Regions from separate parts of the Anas platyrhynchos genome. Here region 2 is linked to region 1. Evidence: chromatin contacts called from public Hi-C data. All regions are on one chromosome and are shown on one strand. Each heading gives the region's core, a stretch centred on a gene start, on an enhancer-like site or on the middle of the called end of the contact. The rest is flanking DNA. Distances are from core to core; before and after follow the strand shown. Region 1 has its middle 7.1 kb from the start of NIPA1. Region 2 overlaps HERC2 (HECT and RLD domain containing E3 ubiquitin protein ligase 2).

Region 1 (5,112 bases), core at 859-3,358:
CCCTGTGGACATTCAGAGCTTCAGGGGGAGAAACAGAGGGGACCAGTTCTGCACAGTGATGCCAATATAGACCCCTGTAATTTACACTGGGACTAAGATCCCATCCTCCTTGAGAAGAAAAGCATAGGGGTCCCAGAAAGGCAGGCAGAGAGAGATCTGGGAACCACCCCATACAGTGTCCTGTGGTGGGGTGGCAGCCCCAGGGGCTGGCTCGTGCCCTCAGGCTCCAAGTGTCCCCTTCCTGAGGAGGAGCAGAAGGATCCCAGCTGGATCCCAAAAGGAAGCCAGTCAACGATAAGGTTGTGGTCCCATAACCAGGACAGCCTGAGGATGACTGGAAAGAGCACATGAGTGATGGGAAGGAGTCCAGGTGCACAGTTACTCTAAAAAGTAGTCTCATTTTTGATACCCTGCCCACCTTGGGTGCTCTTCCTTTCTCCAGCAATGACTGCCACTAAGTGGGCTGGGGCTCGGTAGGGGGCTGGGCATTCTGGACAAACTCAGAGAGCACAAAACTACAAAAGCCCTCAGGTTCAGCAGAGCCATGGTTTGGGTACTGCACCCACCTGAGAGAGTGATGGTAAGGCATATTGGGACTCTCTACTCAGGTAGATAATGATAGGACAAGGGAGAATGGTCCTAAAAGAGGGGACATTTAGATTAGACATTAAGAAGAAATTCTTCACTGTATGGGTAGTGAGGCCCTGGCACAGGCTGCCCAGAGAAGCTGTGGCTGCCCCATCCCTGGAGGTGCTCAAGGCCAGGCTGGATGGGGCTTTGGGCAACCTGGTGGGAGGTGTCCCTGCCCATGGCATGGGGGTGGAACTGGGTGGTCTTTAAGGTCCCTTCCAACCCAAACCTTTCTGTGATTCTATGATTCTATGAAAGAACCAGGGAATAGTAGAGATAATCTTGCATCCCTTTAGATGCTGTGAACCCTGAGTAGTGCAGCATCAAACAGGTCTCTGGACCATGAGCAGCATACCATTCAGGACCCATCCATAGAAAAGGTTACACCATTTTGGTCATATGAGCTATTATTGAATTTTCTTATAAGAAAACAACCCTATTTGTCATTTTTACTAACAAAGAGAAAGGATGCTCACATGAGACCTGTTGCTCCACTTCTAGATCAAGACAAGGCCACCCAGGCGGCAGAATTGTGAGTACCAGATGGGGGCTGCTGCGGGTGCCTCTGCTACATGGAGCTGGCTGAGGTTACCCTGCAGCCAGGCGGCACAGCACATTTTGGTTTGAATTGGTGCAGGGGGAGTGCTGGCTGGAGAGCAACAGGGGACGTGGCATGCAGAGGGCAACAGAGCTCCTGCCAGCGAGGCTGAGAAAGGAAGCAGAAGCCTGTGACTGCTGCAAGCCACAGAGCCAAAACAGTGCTCCTCAGTAAGGACACCAGAGGCAACAGGAGAAGAAGGCTTTTCCCAACAGCTCAAAATCCACAGGTTACCTCAGCCACACTTCTTGGTGCTGCCTGTCTCCTCACCCAGAAGGAACCTTACAAGCACATCACAGAATCACAGAATTGAAGGGGTTGGAAGGGACCTGGAAAGATCATCGGGTCCAACCCCCCTGCCAAAGCAGGTTCCTCAGAGCAGGCTGCCCAGGTAGGCGTCCAGACAGGCCTCAAATATCTCCAGAGAAGGAGACTCCACAACCTCCCTGGGCAACCTGTCCCAGTGCTCCACCACCCTCACCATGAAGAAGTTCTTTCACGTGATGGTGCAGAACTTCCTGTGCTCTATCTTGTGGCCATTGCCCCTTGTCCTATCCCCGCAAACCACTGAAAAGAGGTTGGCCAAATCCCTCAGTCTCCCACGCTTAAGATACTTGTAAACATTAATAAGATCCCACCTTCATCTCCTGGCTCCATTCCCAGGCCATCTTTTTCCCTCCCTCCCCTCCCCATCCCTCAGCAGCTCCCCAGGGACCGGCCACCTCCCCACACTAGCAGATGCGTTGCCCTGGTCCATAATGCAGCAATCATCGTCTGTTGGAGAGCAGCTGTACTGAAATGCCACGTCCTCTCTGAAGGTCATAAGCTGTAGCCCACAGCCCAGGGCCCAGTTAATTAATTAAGATATGTGGCTTTACCGAATAAATTTGTTTTCGAGCAGTGAGAGAGCCAGGCAAGATAAAAAAGCAAACACACACAAAAGTGAAATTGACTCATATTAGTTATCAAATCAAGGCCTCGGGGGAAAACCACTAATGTGAGAGTTATAAAACTAGGGGGGGGGGGGGAATAAAAAAAAATAAAAAAATAAAATAAAAAGGCGATTAGAAGACAGGAACTCAGCAAGACAGAGGATTAGCCTGCTCCAAGGAGCAGCAAGGCCCGGTGTTTCCGAACATGCTTGACCACCTGTGTGGTAACACGTCGCCCTACACCCAGCTGCTAGTGAACCACTAGAAAAGGAGGATCACAGCCCAGACACTCAAGTGGCATTTAGGTGTTCCTCTTCTCGTTCCACACACCGATGTTAGTCGATCCGCACACTTAATCTTGATATGCTGAGAATTAATACTGAGAAAGGCCCAGTATGGAAACCTCAGAGACTACATGTAACGTGTATTTCACAGTTCAGATGTGCAAGAAGCATTTGCTTGCATTTGCTTTAAGCACTAATGCAGATGGCAGGCTGTGTTCTTACTTGACAGCAAAAATAAAATCCATCCACTTTGTCTCAAAATCACAGCACAGTGGCCATTTCCTCAAGCTTCTGCATGGCTGTGGCCTGCCTACCTTCCAGCAGAAAGCAGGCTGTGGCTTTGATTCTGCTACTCATTACTTAGATCATTTGATAAGAGTTTATGTTTTTACAACACAAGTGCCCAGGCTCTACAGAGAAGAGCACTTTCACACCCCACTATACAGTCAGCAACCACTTGGCTACACTCTCACTGCAAAGACAGAAGGAATTAGGTTAGGGTTAATGAGCTAATTTTTTTTTGACCCACATCAGGACAGCTTGTATACACAGTGCTCCTCAGCTGTTCCTACAGCAGGAAGAAATGTCATGAGTGTAGGAACCTGCAGAAAGCAAGCTCTGGGTCCAGCGCACTATTAGTGAAGTGTATTTCTGGTTCCTGAGCTGAGATTTCTGTCTTCTGACTTTATACTACAACTGGTGCATTTTCTTCTCCCTGTGCATGTGAACAATGCCCATCTCAAAATCCAGCTGGCTTTTTCTTTTCTGGATCCAAGCTTGCTTTTTTCTTTTTGAGGAGAGGGAGCTCTGACCATGGAGGTTGAAATCCTTCTCTGCTCTAACTCTGTGTTAGGTATTACACACCTCCCTTTCTCTGTGAGCTCAGAGTGGGGAAGAAGAAGTTAAAAAGGAGACAAATAAACAAACAGACAACCCAATGATTTATTTAAGGGCCAAAGGAGGGAAGCCTCCCAAATATTAATTTTTGGGGTTGGCAAAACTGAAGTCAGCCAAACAGAGTCCAAAAGAAACATTAAGGCAGCGAATGATTCTGTTTCAGATACTTGCTCACTCACGGAGAGGAAGAGGCTGAAGACATTCTTGCTGTTCTATTGCTAGACATGCTGAAGTAGCAATTATCATATCTGCCTTGCACAGTGCTATTATGCAGTCAGCATCGTTTGAAGGAAAGACATCCTGAGACAAAAGATTTAAAAATACTCTTTTTTTCGCAGGTTCCTTTTTTAAAGTGTTGTTTTGTTCTGCTTCTTTTTTTAAGTCACATTTATTTGACAAAGGAACCTCATCGTTTCATTGAGTTTAAGATTAGATCGTTAGACCAGAGACACTATTATTTGTTACAGTCAGCCATGACTGAGCCACAAGATCTCATTTCAGTCGTGGTTATCACTAAAATCATCATTAAAATGGTCTTTATCATTAAAACTAGAGATAGCATGATGTACATCAAAAACTGCAGTCTGCCTGCAGTCTGTACACAGGAAGACTTGCCCTGCAGGTTGACGTAATCTACAACATCTGTTGGATATCATGTATAGCCAGTAAATCTTTTTAGGTACTTTCAAGTCAGTGACAGCCAAACACAGGGATTCCTGTTCTCAGACCTCATTCTGACAGTGTAGTGACTCTAAAACATTGTGTGTGCAGGTCAATTGTTGTACATCTTCACATATCCACAAGCATAACAGTATGCCAGCTAGTAGTAGAACCACAAAGGGGACTGACCCCTTTGAATTAAGTATTTGAAGGGCAGGCAGCATCAAAGAAATCTGTAAGACAGGTGTATGTAAAATACAGAAGTGGAATAGCTGAAGTAAGAAGAAACTCAGTAAGTGAGTCTAATAATTGTCCTGCATCCCTGCTACCTCATCTGCTAACAACATGAAACAAGACTTCCAATTTAACATAAGTTAGCTAGCACTCCTTTCTGCTGCTTTGTGTGCATTCAGACCAAATTCATCCCAAGCATGTTAGTCATTACTAAAACTCACTTTATGTTAGGAACCATGACATACAACAGGGCATTAATCTCAATCTATCATATAATAGGCACTTTGACTACTAAGAAAAACGACTTTTCAGTGTAGACATAAACAGGATTTATAGAAGACGAATGAATTTCCCTAGAAGGTAACAATGACTTTCTGACATTGCCTAAAATCTTAAAAGTTACACTTAGTATAAATATAGCCCTGTCTTATTAAAAGGTGCAAATCAGCAGGTGTGATGATTGTGTGATAGCACTGAGCACCTGACAAATACAGTGAGACTAACTTCATGCCAACTGGTTTCCTTCCAGCTTAGATAAGTAGAAACCACAGCCACCGTCCATTACAACTCTCAAACCAGCTCTGTTTTAAATATTAAACAAAGTTTTAAATATCAAAGTAGCTGGCACTGCAGCTGCTCCAGTTTGGGGCAGAGTAATTTCATGGAAATCCTTCTTGCACTGTGATGGTTTTGGTAGATTCTCTGTGGAAACAGCTCCCATCAGCTATTTACCTTTTCTTCTGCTAAGACCCTGCTCAAGTCCATCAGCTGGGCACCCCAGCTTCTGGGTACTGTTCTCCCAGAAGAGATAAGGGTCTGGGGGATCTTCTCTGGTGACAATGGTGAGTGAACTTGGAGATGCAGCTTTGCTGCTTAG
Region 2 (4,750 bases), core at 1,387-3,886, 53 kb before region 1:
TGTGGTAAAGTCAGATACCTTAGAAAACTTTCATTTGGACTCAGAGGATAAGTCAGCAGCTAAAAAAGAAAAAAGAGCAGTCAGAAGAATATTCAACATATTTCCATTCCACTACACATACAGATACAGAATACACTATAGATATGCTGAGTATCTGCACAAGTTTAAGAGAAACTTATTTAAACAGGCACATATTTTTTCTTAAAGTAAAGGAAAATCCCAAACACATACGTTGAGAAAATTAAGTCACATTGTGAATAGGAAGTGTAATAACACTCTTTGCTGTGTTTTTATCAACCCCAGTAACATTCACTAAGAGTTGTAGTTTAGTTGACTTCTTACAAAATTAAATAAAAACAATCCAAATGTACAGAAAAGTTAACTAGTCACATTTGTAAGTTAACACAAAAGCATTAGCTCTGGAATACAACATTTATTTATAAACACACTATGAAATTCCTCCTCCCACCTCAAGGAACTCAAATGTACACACAAAAAAATCAAACAGTGGTGCATGTATATGTGTCATCATACTACGGCTAAAGTAAATCCAAATTTTGTTTGGATAATTCTGTAGCTAATTTAGTCAGCAAAATAAAGTTTGATACCAAGATAATGCCCCTTCCAACTAAATCAAGTCTAAGTACCTGAATCTCTTCCTCAGTATTGGGCACGTCTTTATTACATATTATACTCTGAAATCTTTGTAACAAAGGCAGAAGGGGTGCACTTGTTCCCTGTGCAGATCGTTCGTTATCCGTTTCCCTTGTTCCGTTATCCCAAAGTTGAAGCAACAACATAACTGCAGACAACATTTGGCTGAAAGAGGAAGATTATGTCTTTCATTAATAAGCGTTTTTAGGGAAACCGTTTTAGGTTATTCATACAACTCACTTTCTGTATCTTTAACCAGATGTCACACCTTTACGTTTTAAGCAGATGTCAGAATATCAAAAATGGATTTTACAATCTAGTTAACATGAGAGTTTGATCTCCACTGCATTACAGTAAAGGTCCACATGCTTTGAACCACAACCATTATGCAAAACTAATGAAAACTGAAGACAGGCACTGCTCTGGTCATTCCAACCAATAGCAGTGGTTAAAAATCAGTGTTCATGCTCCTCACCTTAACGTGCCCCTCTGCACTGCCAGTTCTAGCAATATGGCAAGTGCCAAGTGCTGGTCTTGTAACGGAATGTTCCCTGGGCCTTTGGTACTGGGAGCTCCATGCACGTCTCTATTTAAAAATCAAACAATATCCATTAGCTAAGAAATAACTGGAAACAATAGATATTTGCTTAACAAAAGCATCTACAAAACACCGAGAACCACTAAACTTACAGAATATGAAATTGGCAATGAAAGCATGTAACAAAAGCTGACACCTTCCACAAAAGGTTATTTTTAAAGTGACAACTAAGCTTTAAAACTGCCCAAAGCTTCACTACCTGTTCCTTAGCTCTCAAATATGCTCACATGAAAAACACATTTTTCACACGTATAATTTAAATATCCTTTATGATATTCACCATAAGGATGCAGTTCCAGTATTCAAAAGTTAATTTAACAATCATAAAAGGGTAAGTTTAAGAGTTATTAAATAACAGGGAAAAGTAAGGGAGTGCTCCAAGTCCAGAGTGAGTATCTTTATTTTGTCCCCCTATGCACAGTCTGTATTATATTGCTGTAGTGGAAAGGCTCAGTTAAGCATACACATATATTGCATTACTAAAAACTCTTCATATGGGTACAGCTTACAACAGCAACATAGTATTTTTAGGGTAAGTCTATACAGGTTAATTCAGAATACTCAAGTTTAGATTCTTCTTAAATAGTTAAAGGAATTAAACCATGTTTGAGGAGCGTCATTTCAACAATTTATGTACCATTTGTTTGCTTGATATAACATTATGGAAAACAACTGTTTTTCTTTTCTAAACTATTCTGCTCAGGCCATCAGTTGGTAGGAGATTTAAGTTTGCTATGTAAACGATACTTCAGCAATACCCTAAAGAAGAAACTTACCCAGTCACAACAGACCTTAGGAATTTAGTAGCTCTTTCCACAACTTCCAGCCATACAGAAGATACAGTCCCTTCATCAAAAAGGGATGCCTCTGGCAGAGCTCGTAGTGCATCAAGTGACTCCTGTAACAGCTCACTGCACAGGTCTGCATCTTCACCTAAGGATCACAGTAATACTAGTTATACCCACACCTTCACAGAAGGCATACAGATGTTTTATACAACACTTTGTGGATTTTTATTTTTTTAATCTCACTGTTACGAGTTACTTAATATGTACATGAGTTCTCAATATTCATACAAACATTTTGACTGCAAGACTTCTGAAGAACAATCTGCTTCACAAAAAAAAATGCATTTGGAAAGGCAGCAAGTCTTAAAACAGCTTGTCCCGCTATGCATCTGCTGAGGCAACTGGGAAAAGAACTAGCCCGGACGAAGAGCCAAATAACTGCAATCTAAACAAATAGCACAGACTGAGACAAATATTTAGGTAAGTCTGCGAGACAACAAATCTACCATGGTGTCCACTAGGCAGAGAACTCACTTCAAAAAGACTGTGGCCTGCCCAGAGACATGGCTGCTCAGGCCTCAAGCTGCAGGAAATGCCTGAGCCTGCTGCTGCCGGGAGAGGGCAGCGGGGAGACTGCCTGTTCTCAGGTGCAAGGTGTGCTGGCCATGGTGACAGAGTTCAAGGAGCAGGTGGAGAGACTAAGGAGAGACTAAGGAGCGTGTGAGCTGGAGACTGCTTGGTGGAGTAACTCCTTGGCATACCAGAGAGAAGGGCACTGGGGGATGCCCCCCAGAGGGTGGTGGAGCCCCTGCCCTGTCGCTCTTGGGCAGAGGGAGGGGACCAAAAAGAAGATGAGGGTTGGAAGCGAATCCCAGTTCAGTGTCACAGGCAACCCCTCCACCTACCTACCTCACTTCCCCAGGGGCCCCTCCAGAATAGGTTTGAGGCCCTCAATCTTGAACGAGGGGTAGGAGAGGGTGTGGTGGAAGGCCCAACTACAAGATCACACACAGGAGGAGTGGCACCATGCCTCAAGACTGACTCCAATAAGAAAGACAGATGGGTAATTGTAGTAGTCAATTCCTTTCTGAGAGAAACAGAGGGCCCAGTATGCAGAGTTGAACCTCATCATAGGGAAGTCTGCAGTCTACCTGAATCCCCAGATCACAGGTATCACCAGGACACTCCCCAAACTGGTGTGCTTGACAGACTACTACCAGCTACTGATCCTCCACACAGGTGGGGAGGAAGCTGCATCCCGTAGCCTGAGAGGAATGAAGACAGACTACTGTGCTGCAGTAGTATAGCGATACATCTTTTCTGAAAAATAAATCTAACTTCTCTGAAACCTGGCATTAAAACGCGTTCTCTTTGTGAAATCCCAGTTTGTATAGCTAAGCATAAAAGTATCCCAGCACAATACAGCAGCTGGACTGGCTTGAATAGCAATGACTGGCTCCAATGGCTTTGATCAACAACAACACTGTTGGACATAATACCACATAAAAGTAAGATACAATTATGGAAGTCAAATATTTATAAGTATTTGCATAGAGCTATATCTTTAATACATGCACATGCTTTTATGAAAAAAAATGTCTTCAGAAATCAAAAATAGACACAGTATGCTACAGAATAGACCTACCTGACCTCCACGCTCTACGAAGGAACGCAAATGCAAACGAAAGTGCTGCTCGGGATCCAACTCGTGCAAGTCCTTCTACACCTTTCCCTACAGGTCTTGGGCTAAAAAAAATCATATTCACATTATCTCTATACAGTTTATGGAACAATTACAGACATCATAAAGAATATTAGTAATATACGTATTTGACAGTTTTCCACTTTATTTATATGCATGCAGATACAATTAATTTTTTTTAATATAAATAGTTGTAAGTTCCTCTTGAGAATGACGGTGGTCAACACCAAAACGACAACCAAAATTCAACTTCAGCTCCTCTAAAACCCAGCTAACTCAATCCATGACAACAGAAAGCTTAACAGAGAAAAAAGAAACCAGACTGGCATAACTGCCATAGGAAAGGTTCCTAAATTACTTAGAGTGAAATTATGATTGCATACTAAAAATACAAAAATGTATGATGTTTCGTGTACTCATTTTTATCTGGGCTGTTCATACTTCTAGTGTATTTGGACTGCATTACCTAGAATTTTAAATTTTGTATAAATCTTCTATTCAATTACTGATAACGAATTTCATCCATTTTGTCATTGCCTGTCTTTTCACTCAAGTGTCAATATTACAAATCTCTTTACAGCTTCTGTATTGGTTTGTGTACAGAAGAGAGAGAACTTGAATTTTTGTTGACATGCACTGGACTCCCAAACATTTTTATTACCTTTGCTTTTTATGCAAACAATCAGAAACCTGGTTTTAATCTCACATCACAATGAAAGTGAACTTTCAAAACTTTTTCAAGCAAGAGAAAATTTAATCTGGCTTTTCTTTTTAAGTACTCTGATAACTTAAACACACCTGTGTTCTTTTTTAATCAGAACTGAAAAAAATATTCTTCAAAGAACAGATTATTCAGAGAAAGACATCCCCATCAGAACAATCCCACAGATGATAACTCATCTACCATATTTATTTACTGTCTCTTTAATTTTTGAAGCTAGAGCTAATCTAAAATAAAATTTTCACTGGTTAAATTGCTTGTTCTGTCCAACAGCGACTAGTTAACTA

What was found. Hi-C and Micro-C count contacts between places; a contact is called where the count stands out from the background.
Region 2: a contact with region 1 is called in a Hi-C map of skeletal muscle, with 5 times the contacts expected there. The contact joins two enhancer-like sites. A contact is called at or near these places in 2 of 8 Hi-C or Micro-C datasets (skeletal muscle and subcutaneous adipose tissue).

The regions. Positions count from the first base shown.
Region 1 is chr1:137,751,312-137,756,423 of IASCAAS_PekinDuck_T2T, reverse strand. No RefSeq gene overlaps it. Among named protein-coding and RNA genes, the nearest start is that of NIPA1, 7.1 kb to the right of the region's middle. Within about 2 kb of position 2,108, at least 1 of the 8 cell types and tissues checked has an H3K27ac peak or open chromatin away from gene starts, as enhancers often do.
Region 2 is chr1:137,804,742-137,809,491 of IASCAAS_PekinDuck_T2T, reverse strand. HERC2 (HECT and RLD domain containing E3 ubiquitin protein ligase 2) reads right to left here. Exons shown (of 93, transcript XM_038173178.2): 6 at 3,686-3,786; 7 at 2,029-2,185; 8 at 1,130-1,240; 9 at 648-819; 10 at 1-59. Among named protein-coding and RNA genes, the nearest start is that of HERC2, 29 kb to the right of the region's middle. Within about 2 kb of position 2,636, at least 2 of the 8 cell types and tissues checked have an H3K27ac peak or open chromatin away from gene starts, as enhancers often do.